Regions from separate parts of the Cydia pomonella genome. Here region 1 is linked to region 2. The links are chromatin contacts, called in public Hi-C maps. All regions are on one chromosome and are shown on one strand. Each heading gives the region's core, a stretch centred on a gene start, on an enhancer-like site or on the middle of the called end of the contact. The rest is flanking DNA. Distances are from core to core; before and after follow the strand shown. Region 1 holds the start of LOC133530475. Region 2 holds the start of LOC133530199 (longitudinals lacking protein-like).

Region 1 (5,220 bases), core at 2,302-4,801, 230 kb after region 2:
ATTCTAAGCATAACGTTAACTGATTTCATCAAATAGGTGCGCTCCAAAACACAATTAACCGACGTAGCCGAGACTGTCGCCAAGCTCAAATGGGCCCGGGTAGCATACGTCTGCCGTGTGCCGGATGACCCGTAACCCAAAATAGCCCCCCACAAATTGTAAGGCGTCACGGTAGATCTCGTCGGAGATGGCGGGACGAGCGTGACTCCTTTGACAGAGACAAGTAGGAGACTTCTGGTAAGAGGGACACGTGGGACAATAAAATAAATAAATATTATAGGAAATTCTTACACAGGTTGACTAAATCCCACAGTAAGCTCAAGACGGCTTGTGTTTTGGGTAGGTACCTACTCAGACAACGATATAAATAATATATATACTTAAATACATAGAAATCACCCATGACTCAGGAACAAATATTTGTGCTCATCATACAAATAAATGCCTTTACTGAGATTCGAACCCAGGACCATCGGCTTCATAGGCAGGGTCACTAGGTCACAACCCACTAGGCCAGACCGACAGTAATAGGCTCTTAAATAAATATAAATAAATAAGATATATCTCGACATTTCGCGTTCACTGATCAAACGTATCTTACAGTAGCGTCTAAAAATAGCCGTAGTTTATTTTCATATAAGTATATTCAAAATTCAAAAATGTATTCTGCAAGTAGGCGTCAAGGGCTCTTTTACAAGTAAATACAACATTTATAGTAACAGCATATAGTGACATGACAAATACATAACAACATTTATAAATGCAACAGCCAATACCTGGGTAAACATTACATTATAATAATCTTAAAATAAATAATTACTACAATACAAAAGAGATGTATAGTCTCTATGGTTAAAAATACATTAAATCTGGAGATATAAAAGGTCCCCAATGTCAGAGTACTAATACTACTAATACTAATAAGATTTGGAGGTGTAAAAGTCTCTCCAAGTGTTAAAATAAAATGTATACTAAATAAATAAATCGCGTCTGAACTGTTAAGCTAGCAGTCTCATAAACTAATGCTACAAAATACATAACTAGTATGTACCAAGTCAAGTATATTATACAATATTACAGAGACGGGTAGTCTCCACGGTTAATACATTAAGTTTGGAGATGGACTATAGAGACATTATCTCTTTTTGTTAAGCTAACTATCACTGCTATCCGTTTTGACGCAGTCTAATAGTACCTAATAGGTACGCTACTTTTGAAGCGGACTGTGTACATCTTCTTAGCGCAGTCCTGGCACCTTGCCACAACTTTTGGCAACTTTCACTGTAGTGTAGAGTCCTGTGAATCACAGGACCCTGCAGTGAAATTTAGATCCGGAGTATCTACTTCACTTCAATGGTCCGATAGATACATAAATAATTTATTCGCTTGCCACAATACACACATATAAACAAATAATAATAGCAACAATAGCAACACCAAAATAAAAACTGAATAAAGAACAAAAAGCATGAATAAAAGTAAGGTTTGCTGTGTGCGTTGCAGCAAAACGAAAGGGTTCTGGCTCAGTAATACGCTCCACTCTTTCGGGTGAAGCACTTGCTGGAACCCAGATCATGAACAGATTATCGATGTACCAAAAAATATAAATATACCTACATAAAAAGATTAAATAGCGATAGCGGTAGGTATACCAAATCCGGCACTAAAATAAGTTTAGTAACTACGTATTGTACGGTTACATTATTAAATGTCTATAAACCAGATATCTAACAGTCTAATTTTCTTAGAATTTATTATTTAGCAGAAAAGCGTCAATTACATTCTTTTAACTTAAGCTTCGATATTTTGTTTATGACGACAGTTAAAAATGTGTTTAAATATGCATTTAAAACACTTCAGTAGACTTGATTAAGTATTGTAAGGTGAGCATTCTGGGATTAAATTAACATAGTCGAAAAATGCACTTTCATAATACTAAAATCTTTGATTTTAGTATTAAGCATGCCATATAAAACAAAACAACTAACAATTACTTAATAAAAACAAGTTCAACGCGTTCCGAACTAAATTATAACTCAAAGAATACCTAACTTACATAACATTGTCCCCTACACAATCTGTCCCCATCAGATTGCGATAACCATTGGAAGCTGCGCGGGACCAGACCACGCCCCGCGCGGGAGATCAACCAATCAGAGAGTGCTATTGACGTGGGGCACTTGTTTATAAACGAAAGATTATAGCTGTGATTTTGCTCTCGAAGATACCTATTGATATAAAGTGCATATAAGTGCGTCATGTTGTTATTATATAATTGCCGATCTATAGGTAGCTTGCTATCTATAAATAAATTGCTATCTTTAAAATTCTTATGTGAACAAAATTAATAAGACTTCTTATAAGACTTTCCTCTCCTAGGATATATTTTTAATTTTATGCCAAGGAACTATCAGATCTTAATTTTATATATTTAGTTGGAGTAAAAAGTGCGTGAGACAAGGAGATAAATATTTCGGTAATCGGTAAATGTCCATCAATATAGGTAACTAGAAAAGTTCCTTGTAAGATTTCCTAAGGCTATAAGAAACCTCCTAATTGTAGACCTAAGAATTATTAGATCACCTCTCGTGACAGCAATCCCATTAAAATCCAGCTTATATATATCACATACTGTACCTAAGAAGTGCAAGTACATTTAAAAACATGATAGGTAGAGTCTATTCGGAAAGAGAAGACTCGTGGAATGTATTGGGCCAATTCATTCCACGACTCTTCTCATTCCGCACAGACTCTACAAGGTAAAGTACTTATGGCAATCGCGCCTATCTTAATTAGTCTACATATACTAGTTTAAAACATCATAAAAAGCCTTATTCATACCCAATTTACTTAAAATTTCATCCTAAAATGCACATAAAACTCATTTGTGTCCATAGGATGCCGATAGTGGCGCTGGTGTGCACAGACCGCCAGACAGCCAACGGGCGGGATCAATAACAATAACCGGGTACCTGGGGTTGCGGTTATCCTGAATTATTTGATGCTTATGTATGTCCTTATATCATGGGCTTTAAGCTATATCCTATCATTTATTTACTACGAGAATAAGGTGGGTAAGATAAGATAAGAAGCATCAGGGAAACTTGGGAAACGGAACATTATTCTTTGTTGTATAAAATCTTCGCGAGTAGAACATCTTTTTGGACTACTACTGCCATCTGTGTACGTTTTACCATAGCATATTCGCCTGCTAGCGCTATTAGTGATTCTACTCGACACTGGGTGGCGCTGTATAACATGGCAACACTGTAATTTTTGTTGTTAGATATTGGTAGCTTTGGAGCCTCTGTGTATTTTAACCAATAGGAAGCAAGAATCGCAATGTTTTCATTCAGAATTCATTCTGTTTAAATTTTCCCGCAGTTGCCATTGATTTCACTACAGAATTTCTATTATTGTCTTTTTAATTAAGTTTTTATTCTCATTAATTGTGAATGTGAGATAGAATGGCTTTTAAATTATTTTAAATATAAATAATTAAAAAACAAAAAAAAAGTGTTCTAGCGCAAGTCGTGCATAAGTTGTTATTGTAATTTACAAAAGTTTTTTGACTTTTTCGGAAATTACCAAGTTTAGGGTTTAGGTACTTGGTTTGTTTTGCTTAACTTTAGTTTACATTCATATTTTTACTATAATTTCAACAAATTTAGACGAGAGATCGGACATGTATATTGAATAAATTATAAGAATCATGTGTGAAAATGAAAACGGTGAAACTATTTATATATGGAAAGTGGGCGACGTCGCCATAGCTTGGTTATCCAAGAAAACTTATGCAAAAGTCACAGTAGTGAAGGACAATCGTGGTCGATTTCATGGTGATAAAGGTAATATTTATATTTTAAAATTATATTAAATAGCATCTTTCTTTATTTTGTTTATTTGTAATTTTTCAAGTACTTTGACTTGAACTAAGAAAATTTAGGTACATAGGTTGCCAGCTAGCCTGCTTAAAGCTGTAATCCAATAAAGACTTAACATTCCAGTGTAACGTCTTCTGCACGGACGACTAGAGCCGCAGCAAGACAGTAAAGTAAGCATAATTTCATAGTTTTAGGCGTAACAGTGGAGGGTGGCTCATCTGATAAAGTGAAGTGGAAGAAAGAGTTGTGCTACCATGTTGAGACGTATTGCTCAAAACAGAAGCTTTGGGTGCCGTGGACTGCTCTGCGACTTGCAGAGAGGTGCAGACCGTTCTACGGCCCTAGTAGAGTTATCAAATCGAAGGGCTTTGTCACCAAAACCAGCCCCGGGACTGTAAAGAAGGTAAGTAAACATTACAATCTGCGACGCATCCAAGGGATTTACTGGCCACGAACTATCTCAAACATCAGATTGTGGCAGATGACTGACCAGAAACCTATAGGCCAGGAAATCTTGTAAGGAAATGGTGATGGATCAGATACATGTTTTGTAAACCAGACAACCACCTGTTCAATTGACTGGCAGTAGAAGGTCGGGGCGTCAGCTTACCACATGAAGGCCATCAGTTGAGAAGGAGGCTGGATTAACTGGACTCAGCTGGAAAGAGCTGGAAGTAGCCGCTCAGGATTGCGATAGAAGGAAAATTCTTCTGTGAGCCCTATGTCCCTAATGAGGGGTAACAGGAGTACATCATCATCATCACAATCTAAATTTTAACTCTTTAATTAGCCATTATAGAAACTCTTATAATTACTAACAAAAAGTAGCATTTATATCTAACCTAAGAAATGAAAGAAAAACTTAATAGAAAATGTCAGGATTATTTGTCATTGCCCTAATTTTTTGTGGACTAGGGTGAGGACTATACCCTGTTGTACTATTGTCGAGAAGGCCATGTTGGCACAGTGTGTTAAGGGTTGGTTCCCCTCCACCAAACCGTCTGTTACTATTAAAGTGTTTCAAAATGTTATTAAGTATATGGGAAGTTTCCATTGCGACATTGCGCAGGTAGCTGGCCGTACCTGGAGTAGAGTGGCAATAGATCGGAGAGAGTGGAGAAGGTTGGAGGAGGCCTTTTGTTATATACTTGTTATTTAGATATTACGTAACAAAAGGTGTACAATTTCATCGACTAAATCTATCAATTTGACATTTTTGCGATTAAAATCGATAACGGCCTCTTAAATAAGTATATTAGTACCTAAACTTAAGTGAAGCGAGGACCAGTGCCTGATTAGGCTACTGCCCCACCTCCCCGCTACTATGCTCAGGAGC
Region 2 (5,245 bases), core at 452-2,951:
TTTAGAAGATTGCACACCAAATTAATTTTGTATCAAGTAGAAATGTCTATGAATGATAATAAAAGTGAAAAATTTACTGTCTTGGGTGACTTGAAACTCACGACCACTGGATTGCTAGCCATTAAAAAAACTGGACAAGTGTGTGTCAGACTCTTTAGTATTTGTTGTTATAGCGGCAACAGAAACAAATTATCTGTGAACATTTAAACTGTCCTAGCTATCACGGTAGTAATATTATCCTTTGGGTATGGAAACCTAACAAAGAAGAAGATTGTATACCACTCACCTCTAATAAGCTTTTAAAGTATGGACTACACGCTGAGAGCACCATTTTGTGCGCTTTGCATGTTTGGCCTTCACAAGCTAGTGTCACCTGAAAAATTAGGAACATTAGGTGGAAATTGCCACATGAAGCAGCTCCATCGATGGAGACGTGCCTCGCCCGAGGCAATGTGGCCCAGGCAAATCTATATAGACTGAGTTAAGTGGACCGGCAATTTCCTAGCAAGGCGGCTCTGTTAGTACCTGCCTATTAAGGTTTGTTTAAGCCATGTTTTTAAAGTATGATTGTCACTGTACACACTTGTTAAAATTTAAGATAAGAAAATTTTATATTGTTGTACATTGTACTGGTGAGTGGTTGCCAACTTTAGGGCATTAGTTATAGGTATTCTTATATCTATGAGTAGGTACTAATATAAGAATAATATTTACAACATTTAATCACAATAAAAGTAACTTTGATTCTTGGCATAGCCTAAATCTGCATTATGTACAAGAGAACTTATTTTGGTGGTATCTATGCAAAAACTTGAGTCTTATCTAGTAATGCAGGCTTAAAGAATTGCATTGAGAATCTAATTAACAATGCATAGTTTGAGTGCATGTCACAACATTGTATTGTTGTAAAATTCTTATCATGACCTTTGACTCTTTAGTTTTGAGCACTAATATTCTAGTGTGCTCAAATTAATCTTACAATAACATTAAACATTAATTTTGTCATTTTTTGTGATGTTTTCGTAAATGAACAATAATATCATCATGATATTTTAAATATGGTGAGCATATCGAAATAAGCATAATCGAAATTTATATAGCATTCAAGGATAAGTGTGTGAGGTTAAAATGCCATATTTGTTTGTTTGTAATCAAAACAGCAATGGAGCTGATCATAACTTTGTTTACTCACGTCGGTGAAGCTTTTCTCGTCCCTTAAATGCCTGAACGAAGTCACCATATTCGTTTGAAAATCATTCCATTTCAGGAAAAACTGTTGATCGCCCATTTTGGATATATATTCTAAATACCTGCAATGTAAACAATGTTTAATAACACTATTAATAGTAAATATTAAGAAACTATACATGAAATAAAGAAGATATAGGGTTATTATTGTTATTACTATAGTGTTTGGTGTTCATAGTTTGTAATTGTTTCGGCAAAGGCCACCGAAAGAAATAGTGTACCTACGTCACTATGTGAAATGCTTACTGCATAGAAAACAAGCTTACCTATTATTTATTAGAACTATAGCCCTCTAAAGAACTATCTCTATCCGTTCTACAAGGGCACAGCGTAATGTTTCGCAACTGTCTTTAAAAAGTTAAGCAATTGAAACTCAAAATGAAGACGCCGTATCGCATAAATTAGCGACTTCTTTCTATTTCTTAAAAATTCCTTCACTCACATATAGGGTTACCAACTCAAAACCATTTTTTACCACTATTTGCTAACTTTTAATTTTCTGAATTTTTACTTCTTGTATAGTATTTTATACATAATGACGTTAATTTCCATTTTAGGAATGTATGATCAGAAAAAACTTTTTTTGAAAAAGTCAATTTATTTCTAACTCATCTAGACTGCGAAATAGGTAGGTTAAGAGCTGTATACAACTTCCTGAATTTAGTAGAGTTAGACCAAGTTATCTTCTGCAACGGTTTTGGTAGCATAGGTAGACAATACAAGTGTTATTTATACGTCATAAGTCTTAATTTTATATAAGTTTGAATAGGTTTAACTCTAACTGACAACAACAACGCCGCAATATCTGACAAAAGTGCCCATTACATCCACACTTTATCAGGCCCGAGCAAGAGTATTTTTCCATTTCATCAAATATCACCACATTGCTTACAATATTTGAAATGTAAAAAAATGGTTCATATGCAAAAATATTAAACATTGAACACTTTTGGCGATTACGGACAAAGTATTTTTTTTACATTTCTAATTTTATTAACAATGTGTTGATATTCCGTGAAACGGACAACGATTATCAGGCCAAAAATCGGTACTAAATTCGGGCCCGATATCGGGAAGTGTGGATGTAATTGGCGCTAAACTATGGATATATTTCCATATATTCATCTTACTTCTACGTATTGCTGCGTTCCTGACGTTAAATTCAGGAGGGTCTGTAAAGCTTTTAACTGTAGTATAATAAGAATCGTTTGTCAGTGGAGCATAGGCAGAAATATCCGTACTGTATTTTTCGTGTGCTACTGTTATGACCACAAAAAGTGGGATGGCTACAGTTTTTTATTCCACTGTTACTGACAAAACTTGTTTGCTAGACTAAAGATTATTCTAGTTTTACACAACAAGTTTAGGCTCTTATGATGTATAGGGAGGAAAAGGGAGGGGCATACACGAAAAACAGGACCAAAGAAATAGCGTAGTCTAAAATGAGATTATCACGAAATTCTTCGTGGGATCCAATGATTGGCAAAAGTAAGCGTGATAAAATACCCAGTCACAAACCTTCGGATGTAGTGAGTGTTGTGTGACAACCCAAGCGCAAAAGTAAATAATCTACCAAGTGTGGGTGGTTCGCATTATCCGTGCAGCTATAGATGATGTTTCTACAATTCCTCGCCAGTCTGTCCTGAACCATTAGGCCAAATAATGAAAGCATGCACTTTGCACGCAATTGAGTCCCATATCAATTTAAATTATAATAAAGAGTAAGTTATTATGTTATTCATTTGCAAAAGACCTTTTTGGCCAGACCGTAATTTGAGAACATTGTTATTAAGTAGCTACACTTCTTTATTAAACGTGACCAGATGGTATCAAACAGAGTTTTAAAGTGAAGTTTAAGTAATAAATATTATACACTATACTTGTATATAGTAGATAAATTACTTGTATTGAAATTTTCGGGAATGTTTTTTGAGTAGCAATATTTACCCAATTTTTTTGCATATTTTGTACACCGGCATCATAGACCGCTGATTGGCTAGAATAGGCTCGAGTGGGCTTCCGATGCATTCAGAAATTAATTGTATTGCAATTTAATTAGTAGTAGTTTACTACGCATAATGAAATGTAATACATACAAATGAATATTATTATAGAACATTTATATTATTTTGTGAATGGTTGGTTTGTTTTTAAATTTTACATATGGTAGCATTTAAACGGCCATCTAGTGACGAGTAGCCGTAAGAAAGTTTTTTGGCACTTGCCACTAGATGGCCGTCACATTAAAATTTTATGAAACAATTTATAAAATTAACTTATGTTTAGTGCGGAGTTCTGTTTTTATATTTCTAATTGTTCTTGGAATCATTAAGACGAAAGGGACGACCGCCCCCCAAGCGCCTTCCCATATACATGCCATATAAACGTAGTCCCAATTTTCTTCTCTGGCTGGACACAATTTGATGTAACATATCAACCAAATCTACGCCCGCTTGTTTAATTTTTATGTTTTTTTTTTAATTATTATATGGGTTAGGCGTTTTTGAAACCCGTACTGTATGGAATTAGTTTATCGCCTATGTTTAAAATACATCGAAAAGTGTAATTTTTTTCATGCTGTTGACATCCAGGGAGGAAAATGAGGTTTACGTTTGTATCGAGAAGTGATCGTCCCCTTTCCTCGTAATAATATAATGCTATGTGAGTTTGTAAGAGCAGTTATGTTGAATGAACTTGCTAGAGCATACTCCGTATTTGCTGAATTTCGAATAATTTCAAGTTGTAGGTTTTTAGACAGCAGAAAATAAAACATTTCTATTTATTATACACAAAATTTAATTCACAAAAACGTTTTTAAAACGACACCCATATTGCATTAAAGAAAGATAGGCATAAAGTGAATAGTAAACATCTTACTACATTGAAAGTCGAACTATAAGTCACATATTCAGTATATATTTTAATTTATAAGTATTCATTATTCATAATAATTATTAAAAACGACACACTACACACGAATTCTACGATTGAAAGGCCAAGCGGTGTTGCCACTCTTAAATATTAACTTACCTATGTTTTATTACTGGCTAATTAAGTAATTAACTACCAATACTAATAATTAAGTGACACAATAATTAAAAAGTCATGCACATGGCCCTAAGTAAAACTAGCAAATAATTTTAACTGAAATAAATAATTACACATTATGTCGAGAACGTTCTCTTTTCTAACTATAATTGACATCAAGCAGGATTTTGTATCAACTTATAATTAACTTACTTTGGTGTACAATAATATTATTAATTATTATTTTAAAACAGTTTCAATGAAGAATATCCAATTAAAACGCTAATAAAACATATAGTGACTTACTATATTGCTTATATCCAGATTTTAGAGAAATTAACATACGTATTTGATTACTCATAATATACATTTATCATCTAATAAGTTTTAATTCTAATATATATAATTTATTTGGTATTTCATTAGCAATTCAAAATATACAAAGCACAATCGGACTTAGGTATATTCTAGCGTATGATTCGTCGATCCATGAAGGAGACTCGAAACTAATCTAAAACTATTATATAGGATTTATAACCCTTTAATTAATATATTGCCCCACCGATAGACATGTAGAAATAAAATAAAACGTCTCTCAAAAACTAACAAATAAATTTAATAAAATTTCTTACCAATCTGGTAAACTACTGTCCACCTTTGGTTGAAAGCATAACCTTTTTGCATTCGGGTCCTTATTATATTATACCTTATTTTTAATATGTTTATCCATAATTATAACTATGAAGTATCTAAAATTCGCTGTAAAGAAATGCTGGTTTTGAGCAAATTATATGTCAATAATATAAGTACTTACAATAATTAATAATTAGATCGTGACATTCACGATGACGAGTGCCTTGAGGCCTTGACTCGTATTGTCATATTATTAACGGTTAGATTTGACAAATCTGCGCGCCATCGTGGATGACACGAACTATAAGTACACTAAGATGAGACCTATTTAAAAGAT

Evidence for each region. A called contact is a pair of places that touch in the nucleus more often than the background predicts.
Region 1: a Hi-C map of whole body shows a contact between it and region 2, with 7 times the contacts expected there. The contact joins the promoter of LOC133530475 here to the promoter of LOC133530199 in region 2. A contact is called at or near these places in 2 of 2 Hi-C or Micro-C datasets (both in whole body).

Annotation. Positions count from the first base shown.
Region 1 is chr22:9,416,874-9,422,093 of ilCydPomo1, forward strand. It overlaps LOC133530475, which reads left to right and starts at 3,552. Exons shown (of 9, transcript XM_061868396.1): 1 at 3,552-3,848; 2 at 4,073-4,287. The coding sequence starts at 3,713.
Region 2 is chr22:9,192,234-9,197,478 of ilCydPomo1, forward strand. LOC133530199 (longitudinals lacking protein-like) reads right to left here and starts at 1,702. Exons shown (of 5, transcript XM_061868056.1): 1 at 1,515-1,702; 2 at 1,193-1,310; 3 at 287-373. The coding sequence starts at 1,288. It overlaps LOC133530395 (ras-responsive element-binding protein 1-like), which reads right to left. Exons shown (of 6, transcript XM_061868307.1): 6 at 4,344-5,245.